3 separate regions of the Mus musculus genome follow, and all the other regions are linked to region 1. The links are chromatin contacts, called in public promoter capture Hi-C maps. All regions are on one chromosome and are shown on one strand. Each heading gives the region's core, a stretch centred on a gene start, on an enhancer-like site or on the middle of the called end of the contact. The rest is flanking DNA. Distances are from core to core; before and after follow the strand shown.

The links. Promoter capture Hi-C pulls out the DNA fragments that hold promoters and counts their contacts.
Region 2: a promoter capture Hi-C map of cranial neural crest shows a contact between it and region 1. The contact joins the promoter of Zfp426 here to the promoter of Stt3a in region 1. A contact is called at or near these places in 2 of 39 promoter capture datasets (cranial neural crest and maxillary cranial neural crest).
Region 3: a contact with region 1 is called in a promoter capture Hi-C map of liver, with 8 times the contacts expected there. The contact joins the promoter of Npat here to the promoter of Stt3a in region 1. A contact is called at or near these places in 3 of 39 promoter capture datasets (cranial neural crest, liver and pre-B cells).

Annotation. Positions count from the first base shown.
Region 1 is chr9:36,765,776-36,769,105 of GRCm38.p6, reverse strand. It overlaps Stt3a (STT3, subunit of the oligosaccharyltransferase complex, homolog A (S. cerevisiae)), which reads left to right and starts at 1,484. Exons shown (of 18, transcript NM_008408.5): 1 at 1,484-1,556. It overlaps Gm26787 (predicted gene, 26787), which reads right to left and starts at 1,219. Exons shown (of 4, transcript NR_166654.1): 1 at 1,066-1,219.
Region 2 is chr9:20,491,109-20,494,656 of GRCm38.p6, reverse strand. Zfp426 (zinc finger protein 426) reads left to right here and starts at 1,911. Exons shown (of 9, transcript NM_001110309.1): 1 at 1,911-1,959; 2 at 2,206-2,271.
Region 3 is chr9:53,535,478-53,538,631 of GRCm38.p6, reverse strand. It overlaps Npat (nuclear protein in the AT region), which reads right to left and starts at 1,585. Exons shown (of 18, transcript NM_001081152.1): 1 at 1,444-1,585. The coding sequence starts at 1,480. It overlaps Atm (ataxia telangiectasia mutated), which reads left to right and starts at 1,961. Exons shown (of 63, transcript NM_007499.3): 1 at 1,961-2,069.

The DNA of each region.
Region 1 (3,330 bases), core at 235-2,734:
TGTCTTTACCCACCAAGCCCTAGCATTGTCCCTAGTCCTGACCTTAGCATTTTTTTTTTTTTTTTTAAAATAAAACGTCTGAGGTGACCTCCCACCATATAATGCCGTGGTAAAAGTCTTCGTCAGTTTCGGGCACTGTAATCTTTTGTTTCCCAGACTCTAGAACTGTGAGAAATAATTTATCTATGTAAGAAATTAAGCTAGGTTTTGAAGCCACAGGAGTTTGAATGTATGTAAAGTCCTCATGCTTATCTCCTTCAGATTAAGATGCCTGGAATTAGCTCCTCCTGCCTCAGACTCTGGGAGCACTGGCATCACAAGTGTGTGCTTTGCCGTTATTCTTGCTAAAATAAAACTACATGGAACATTTACTATAAAAACAAAAGAGAAGAGGTATTGAGTTAGGTCCTGGTGTAAAAACTGGTCATGAGCATTTTGAGGAAATGCATTATTGTAATAAGTACTGATTTCAATAGTTGGTGCTTCCCTTCATGGGAGAGGAAAAGAGAAGCCAGCGTCACTGGCACCAAATATGAATGGTATCTGGATGGTCTAATCTTACCGTAGCCTTTGGTTTGAGGCTTGTAAGGCATGGAAGTGTTCGAATTAGTACATCTGTTTATATGTATATATCGGAAAAGACTGGAGTTTGGCAGCTGAAACCCCTTCCTGTGCCCGTTCTCAGTACCATCCTCGGAGGGCCCGGGAGGAAAGGTCACCCTCGCAGGGGCCCGGCGATGCTAAGCTGCTCCTGATTGCCCAGGGCTAGCCGCTCCGAGCCTTGAGATAATTTCTGCAGGCTATTGCCGGCTCAGCCCGACTCGGGCGGTGACACCCTAAAAAGGCCTCCCGGGCCCTTCCATAAAGTCAGACCTGAGTGAAACGTTTCGGTGAAATTTGTCAAAGGTCCCTTTATCGAGGTTACTGCAAACACAGAAACAATTCTTGGGCTTATTAGTTGACACATCTTACACAAGGTGGGTTCGTGTGAACCATGGAGGCTGAGAGTTTTCACAACATATCTTCTCTCCTTTAACCGTTTAATAGGTAACGGGCCATTTCTACCTTAAAAAACAAACGGATCTGCAGCCCAACTTTTCCGGACGTGGTACGACTGCCGCTTTCTTTACGTATTTCCGCTTCTGCTCATGTGACCAGGGTACAGCGTCCACTCCTTCCTATCGCCGCTCCTTCCTGGTCCGCAGACCGACACGTCACTGCTCGGCTCTCAACCAAACTGTTCAGAGCACGCTCTTTCCGCGCGTTTCGCTTTCCCGCGCCGGCCTATCACAGTTCGGTGGGACTTCATAGTCACGCCTCTCAACAGGGTGAATGACAGTCACATTGTCCATTCAAAAGGAGGAATCCAGACTCGATCCACGCCCTCGAAATGACAGACAGAACCGTTATCCTGTCGGTCCCCTGAAATATACATCGACGGAGGCTAGCCAATGCGGAGCGGGCAGGGAGGCGGGCCTTGGCTGCTGTCAGGGTTGAGTGCGCCGCTGAACGGATGGCAGGGGGAGCAGAGTGGGTTCCTGAGGAGCATCCGTGAGGTGAGAAACTCTGGGGTAGCGCTAGAGGATTAGCGGCAGGTGCCGCGCGGGCTGTTGGCCGGCCCGAACGAGGTGCTGGACACAAGCCTGTAGAGGTGGGGAGCAGAGCCTGCCTGCGGCCTGGGCGGAGGAGGGGGCGTGGAGTGTGAGATGGGGACGTCCAGGCATTGGGGCACCAGACGATCTGAGGAAGGGTCTTGGCAGAGCAATGCACTCTGGCCATGAGGGCGTGGGGCACAGGATCCTGGGACTAGCTTGGAAGGGCCACGCGGAGTGTGCTGAGATAGTGGGTTCGAAGTCAGTGAGGGTGCACAAGATGACGTGGAAACGTATGTGGGAAAACCACCGAGGCTGCAGCCCTAGAATTTAGAGCTCGGGTGGGTCAAGGCTTGCAGACACAGCTGAGAAGCAGAGAGATGATGAGCAGATAAGAAAAGCGTCCTTTCCCTTTCTGTACCCTATCGGTGTGTGGAGATTGCCAAGAACGGTATGAAAACTCGCAGTGTTTAGCTTTAAAGTCCAGGTTTTAGCACTCTCGCTGCCTTTGCTTACTCTTCAGGTGTGTGGATCATATTAGCTCAGTGGTGTTTAGTTTCCATGTCACTTATCTCCTGAGAACAACTACAAACCCAAGAGATGGGACTGAGTTGTTCACTTCCCAGAATTAGTGCGTGATAAGCCTTCCCTTTGGAATTATAATTAATCACACCAGCCCAAACTGCTCTTTTGGTATAGTTAATTAAAGGAAAGATGTTAGACTTCGCAGTGTGAGTCTTCGTGTTTTCCATTTTGTCCAGTGTTTTCCTTTTGCAACCCCCTGGTCCCTGGAAAGAAGGGAACAAGATAATGCAGTTTCCCCTTTCCCAGCATAGTTTTGAACAGTGCTACGTTTTCTCAGTTGCCACACTCTTTGTTTCTTAGTCCTTAACATACCAATTGTCTATAATTGATCACCATTCTGAACTGTCTGCAGATTGCTTCCCTTACCACCATTCCAAAATTTATTCTGGTCTAGAAGAAACAAAATTATTATTATTATTATTGTAATTTTGCTCTAGATTTTCATCTGGTGCTCCAAGTTCTCTCTGGGTCATGAAATGAGTTACAGGGAAATAGACCTGAGCAGTAGTTACAGTTTGAACTTTGAAAATGAATATGTAGTGGGTGGCCTGAGTATATTTCTCTCTTGAGTGCATGGATTGAACTTGCATTAGTGACCACCTGCTCTTTAGTTGGCCAGAGAGCATGCACACTGGGATTTGGAACAGAAAAAAGCTTGTAGCCAATCAATTGAGGCTTAGATTTATAGCTGGAAATTATGTCTAGTCAGTCATGATTTCTAGATTTCTCCTTTCACTTCAGTAAGTAATGTTCATTTCCACTTTCCCTCCCTTCCCACTTACCTTCCTGCCCAAATTACCTCCCCCTCTTTCCCCACCTTCAGCCCCACTTAACTTTCTCTGTGGCAGGGTCTCACATTAACCCAAACTGACTCAGAACTTAACTGGGTCCATGCTGAACTCAACAGTACAGTGATCCTCTTCCTCAGTATCACCAAGTGTTGGGAATCTAGACATGGGCTAGTGTACCTGGCTTGTACGCTCTCCTCTCATGCCCACTTATGTTTCCGTGATTATTTTCTTTTTCCCTTTTAACAAGTACCTTTGTTTGGTTTTCCCTCTTTCTATTTTCACGTCCTTTTCTACTTTCCTTTCTCCTCCACTTCTGTTTCTTTCTGATCCTTGTGTCTTACTTTTGCTAGTTGTACTTGGTT
Region 2 (3,548 bases), core at 662-3,161, about 16 Mb after region 1:
TTTTTTGTTTAAGATTTATTTATTATATGTAAGTACACTGTAGCTGTCTTCAGACACCCCAGAAGAGGGCGTCAGATCTCATTACGGATTGTTGTGAGCAACCGTGTGGTTGCTGGAATTTGAACTCAAGACCTTCGGAAGAGCAGTGTACTGGCTAGTTTTGTGTCAACTTGACACAGGCTGGAGTTATCACAGAGAAAGGAGCTTCAGTTGGGGAAATGCCTCCATGAGATCCACTTGTAAGGCATTTTCTCAATTAGTGATCAAGGGGGAAAGGCCCCTTGTGGGTGGTGCCATCTCTGGGCTGATAGTCTTGGGTTCTATAAGAAAGCAAGCTGAGCAAGCCAGTGGAAGCAAGCCAGTAAGAAACATCCCTCCATGGCCTCTGCATCAGCTCCTGCTTCCTGACCTGCTTGAGTTCCAGTCCAGTGTGGAATTGTAAGCTGAAACCCTTCCCTCCCCAACTTGCTTCTTGGTCATGATGTTTGTGCAGGAATAGAAACCCTGACACTAAGACAAGCAGTTAGTGCTCTTAACCGCTGAACCATCTCTCCAGCCCACACCCCAGTTCCTTTCTTTAAAAAAAATTTTTTTTTTTTTTTGCCAGCTGGGCAACATGACCCTGGGTCAGATCTATTTGAAAAGAACAACACTGGTGTACTTAAATAATCTTGGCAATATTTTTGTGTAAATAACCCATCTGACCAAGTGGCTAGACTTGTAGTCTCCTGTCTCTTAAATTGTTCAAAGTCTAATCAGGGGCTGGGACCTAGAGGTTTTAAGGATGAGTGTGTGTAAAATGCCTAACTCTAAGGTATATATAATTACATTTGAGGTCAACTCATATTTGGCCATGTGCTTTAGTAAAGAGCTTTTCCTTGAGCTCTAAGTGTGCAGTAAGAAAGTCTGCCTTTTCACTGAGAAGTCATACTGGCATATTGTTTCTGAAGCAACGCAAGCCCCTGGTTGAGCAAGTTCATGGCAGAGAGGGTAAATGGGTCTCTTGACAAACTGATCTTGCATCCTGTAATAGATCAGGGCCATAAATGCTTTTACTTTCGTCAGAAAGTGATTATAGCTTCATTTCTCTTTGACTCGCATTGACCAACAGATGTCAGCAGAATTCAGCCTAGTAACATTACAGTTTTCAGCCTCTCAACTGTTGCGTGGTTAAACTGGCTCTTCATTCATGTTATTAGGGACCATCAGTAACCAGGAGTGTCGAATCTGAGTGACTGGGCATTTTTCCTGTGACTTGAGATGACAAAAACCCGGATTTGAGCTTACTGTTTGCTTAGGGCATTCAATAGAACCGGGGACTTGGGAAAACAGTTGCTGGGAAAGATGCAGATACGCGGTTAAGACGAGTTCAAGACCCACCCAGTAACTACTTCAGGATTCTCAGTCAGAAACCCAGTTATTTCCATTGGGCTCCTGAGGCTGGTGGAATGGGCTTAGGTAGGGTAAATCTGTTGAAGCACCCTTTATGGTCGCAGCCTACGAAATACAATTTCAACATCTTGAGAGGTCTAGATGATTACGGAAGCGAGACTGCCTTCTGTTTCCTACTGGACTAGGGTGCACTAGAAAGCAAGGGTTCTAAGAATGCAGCGATGGCAGGCAAAAAAATTTCCTGAGCGGACGCTGGGTACCCACAAGAAACCCTGTGGTTAAAGGACTTACTGGTCCTGGCACCACCGTTGCCCGGCTCACAGCCTGGATTCTAATTCTGTCTTGTCCTGGAGACCAGCGTCGGCCTCCAGCTCCCGCGGTGAAGCCCTTACAGCCCCTCCGCCCTGACACTGCGGAGAAACTAGAAATCTGACAGGAATTCAACCGAGGTAGACTCCCGGGCCTGGCTCTGCAGCAGACCGAGCGCGAGCGGAAGTGACGTCATGCCCGCGCCCGTCTCTTCCGGCTCTTATCTGCACTGAAGAGTTGCGGAGTTGCCTGGCATTCGTGAGTTCTGCGGTACAAGGACTACCTGGAGGCGGAGGGGGAGATAGAGAACGAGAGTGCAGAGCTCTGCTCCGCTTGCCACGGCGCCTCCGGGCGCGGCCAAGCCTGAGTCCTCTCTGGCTGTCAGTCGCCAGGCTGGGGAAGTGCCCAGAGGGCGGGCCTGGCGATGGCTGCGGCTACGATGCTGCTCTTCAAAAGCCGCCCAAGCAAATTCTGTGCGAAAGGCTCTTTTATTTTTCTCCTCAGAAATGAAATTTTGCCGGAGTAGTTGGAGTGATCAGCGCCATACACCTTGCGATTTCAGCGCCTCTGGTGAGCACTCAGTGAAAGGTCGCTTTTGGAAAAAGCCGTATTCCCTTTTAAAAAAATATTAGAGACGAATGTCGGGGTGAGAACTTAATTCATATTGTTAGATTGTACTTTATTTAGTGAGTGCGTGTTTTATTTTGACCATTAGTTTCAGATACAGAGACAAATTTCTTAGTTACTTCGAATGTACGTCTTTCTTGAGAGAATATAAACATTGGTAGACCTCCAGCCCATTCATAAAAACCTAGCGGGCAAGCCTTTACTCACGGCACACAGGTGGCAAAAGGATTTCTGTGAGTTCTTGGCTAGTCTGGTGTACAAAATGAGTTCCAGGCCAACCAGTGCTACGTGGTGAAATACTGTATTTATTAAAAAACAAACAAGCAAAAACCTAACAAACAATAATAGTGAGCTTTTTTCCACCTCCAAAGTTCCTAGGCCTGTGTTTGTTTCCTCATCCCTTTATCTCTCTGTGCTAGTGGTCCATTCAGGGCCTTGTGCGTGATACACATACTTTTCTCTTCGTTCTTAGATCTGTTCATCACTAAACTGCTTGGAGCTCACAGAAGAAATGTGGAAAGCTAGATTATTAAAAATCATAGAATTAACTATTAAGAAGATTGATAAATTAGTGTTCTCTCCCCAACAATCCCCCCCCCCCCATTTCTCTTTTTAAAAAAAACTTAGACGTACTAGCATATTTGATGGTCCAGTATCTGTTATGCTGCAGTCACCTCTTGCAGCAGTCCGTGTCTACTCTTTCCCCAGCAAGATATATTGTATGGTGACTTGTTTGCTAAGATGTAAACTGAAAATAAAGGGCAACATGGTAGCACATAGCAGTGATCTCAGGAGTTGGAGCAATAGGAACATGATTTCTTTTCTTTTCTTTCTTTCTTTTTTTAGATTTATTTATTTTATATATGTGACCACACTGTCACTGTCTTCAGACACACCAGAAGAGGGCATCAGATCTCATTGTAGATGGTTGTGAGCCACCATGTGGTTGCTGGGATATGAACTCAGGACCTCTGGAAAAGCAGCCAGTGCTCTTAACCACTGAGCCATCTCTCCAGCCCCAGAACATGATTTCTATGCCAGGATAGTTACATAGTTTCAGGCCAGTCCAGTCTGCATAGTTATACCCCTATCTCCGAATAAACAATAATAGATACAACACTTGACTGTTAAATACTTGGTAATGTACCACCTAGATTAGGACATTGTCTTACTGAAAGCAAAATATTATTAGATTCAATCAAGAAAATTAAAGAATAGAG
Region 3 (3,154 bases), core at 336-2,835, about 17 Mb before region 1:
TTTCCTTAAGGTTTTCTTAACAAGGCAGGACTTTCTCTTCAGGGGATATGCTGACAGTATATAAAGCCCCTCCCCACCCCCTTTCTTACATGAAGGAATGACATCCTACTTGTATCTAATGAAATCAGGGTTGCTATTAAGCATCCCATAAAATCTGAGGAAAGAAAACATGGAAAAATCCTCATAAAAATTATCCACTTTTCAATGTTCATACTACCAAACTCCAAAAGCCACTTTTGAGGCTATGATCATGGAATTTTATATGGATCACAAGACTGCTAAAAGTCGCAGTTCTTACCTAAACAATACGTATAGGTGGGGAGAAAAAAAATCATGTGAGTCTACTTTTAACCAATTTTGTATGAGCCTAATTTTAAAATTACAAGAAAGCTAAGTTTAAAAATCACAGGTATAAATTTAACTATCCAAGTCTGATGAAGATGAAAACATTCAAAACACTAGTTTTTGTATTTAAGTTTCTCAAAAAATGGACAGTAGAATCGTACAGAGCCTCTTAAATAAGTCCTGCCTAATGTGCAATTTTTATTTTTTGGACAGGGCTGGGCACAAAGCAAATGTTCGTAACGGCTGTGGAAACTATGGAATGAGTCCTCATACTTCGACCACTTTCTTTTAGAGATGTCCCAAATAACGTTTCAAAGTCACTGTCCAGTTTTGAGCCTAAGAGGCTCTTGTTCCCTACAGAACAATCCCTTTTATTCTTTCACAGGACAAACAACGAAAACAGTCTTTTCCAGAGACAGTATCTCCCGACCAACCAGTGGTCTATGAACAAACCCTTTTCGAAAATGGAGGAAAACGAGGGCTAGAACGTGTGCAACCAGAAGTCAGTCGTCGTACCTCCTAAATATTTGCTCAAGAACACGACACGCTGCCGTTCTGAAATATGCAATTGGCGTTTCAAGCCACTATGGTGGGCCAGGGGTGTGGGGCCCTCCCTGTGTCCCAAATTCCCAGTGCTAAGGTCGGGTTATGGGTAAGGGCGTCGGAAAGTCTTTCCACAAGGCTGGGCGGCCGGGGAAGCGGGGGTCCCCCCGCCTTTTCCTTTATCAGTCCCGGCTCTTGACAAGGGAAAGGGTAGGGGACACGCAGCCTCGTCCATCACGCAGGCGACACTCCTTCAGGTGTCCCAGCGGGCCTGGCTGTGCCTCGGAATCCAGGCCCCAGGTGTTCCCCGCCGAGCTTCTTTCTCCCTTCGGCTGCCCCCATCGCGCAGCAGGAGGAGAAGGGACATCCCTACACCGAGGAGCTTCGACTGTCCCAAGGCGCCGAGGGACCGAGCCTCTCCGCTAGTCTGAACTTGGACGGGAGCAGACCACTCCTCAGAGCTTCCCCACCCCGAGCAGCCCTCCCCCTCAGCCCCTGGTCTTTCCGTCCCCTCAGCCCGGGTCCGATCACCCGCCCTCCCAGGCCGCCGCTTACCCAATACCAGCCTGGCTACATCCGAGGGTAACAGCATGATCCGAGCTGCACAGGGAGCGGCCTGAAGGGACGAGACTCAACTCAAAGCAAACACGGCGACAGCCCCGGCGCCGCCGCATCTCCCGGTTCCACTGGAGGTGCTGAACCCGCGGCAATTTGTCCCGCCTCTTTCGTGCCACACTAACCAATCGCTTCCGCGGGAGACAGAAAGGCGCCGAAATGAAACCCGCCTCCGTTCTCCTCGGAACCGTCGTCATTTCCGTCTGCGGAGGGTTGTGGCCAGAGAGGACCTGGTGGCCGGCTGTGGGAGCGTCGGCCCCTGGGCGGAGTTGCGGGAGCGAGGGCAATCGCCATTGGTGCGCACTGCGCAGGCGCGTTTCCTCAGGCCGGGAGACTGTTTTGAGGGGAGCGAGTGTTTTGAGTTGGAGAGCGCGTGATGCCTACGCGCAAGCGCAGTCGTGCGGCGGCGCATGCCGACTTCTTCCTTTGGGGCACCCGTGCCTTACCAACTTGCTGCTTTATAGAGCCGGAAGCGGGAAGGCGTGCGTACAGAACCAGCTGCTAGATCCGTGCACGCGGGAAAAGGCGAAGCGACCTGGGTTTGCATTGGCAGGCAGAATGCAGCGGTAGGAGCGAGGGACGAACGCTCGGGGACTTCTGTGAGGGGAAAATTCTCTTCTGAGCCCATCTTTCCTCAGCTTCCGAATGGCTCTTACCCCTTCTCTGCAGAACGGCCGTCATCTTCTCCCTCTTTCTGCAGACCCTAGATGGAGTGAGCCTAAATCTTCCCTTCTGCACGTCCCTCTTTCCTATCTGTCATCTTAAGGGTTCTGGTCGATCTAGATTTTTTAAATCTCATACTTTAGTCTCAGAGCGTTTATTTATATTTAAGCTACAGGTTTGCACATGTTCGTAGTTAAGAGCACTGGCCCTTGGAAATCACAGTCTCGTATTCTCATTGTCAGTTGTATTGCCTGTGTTGTCTGTAGTAGGTAAGTGGCAGCCACTCTGAGCCTTTGAAAATGTTTAACCTGCGCTCCTTCCCCGGTCCCACCCCCGCCACCTGGCACAGATAAGTAGACAGCTACTTTTTCAAAGCGACAATGTGATAGGAAAAACTGTGTTAGCCGAGGAAGGACTGGTTCTGTGGAAACTGAGCCTGAAAGAATCGACTTTGCTGCTAGATCTTGCCGGGTGTAAATTCTTCTGCAAGATGGTAGCGAAGCTTTCAGACAGAAGGAAGTGCATGGAAAGGCACAAAGTGTAACGAGCTCTTGTTATTGAGTGATACAGATTTTGCAAGTTTCCAGTGTATTGAAGCCAGAGGAAGGGATGAGAGCAAGAAGAGGAGGAAAAAAACAGTCATCAAATAGATTTATAAAGCGATCGTAAGAGAAGACAGTAACAGGATGACAGTTATACTGAATATTTGCTGTGTGTGTGTGTGTGTGTGAGAGAGAGAGAGAGAGAGAGAGAAAGAGAGAGAGAGAGAGAGAGAAAGAGTGAGATAGTAAGAGAGAGAAAGAGAAAGTAGGTGTGTGGTGGGGGAGAGGGAAACAGAAACGGAAACGAACTCCTTAAAGTAGATACTGGTATCATTTTCTCATCTAGCATCCAGAAAACAGGTGCCAGTTTAACCAACATGTTGCAGGTTGGATAACTGTTAATTGAATGGACCTGGATCCGAACAATACAGCCTGACCATAGAACC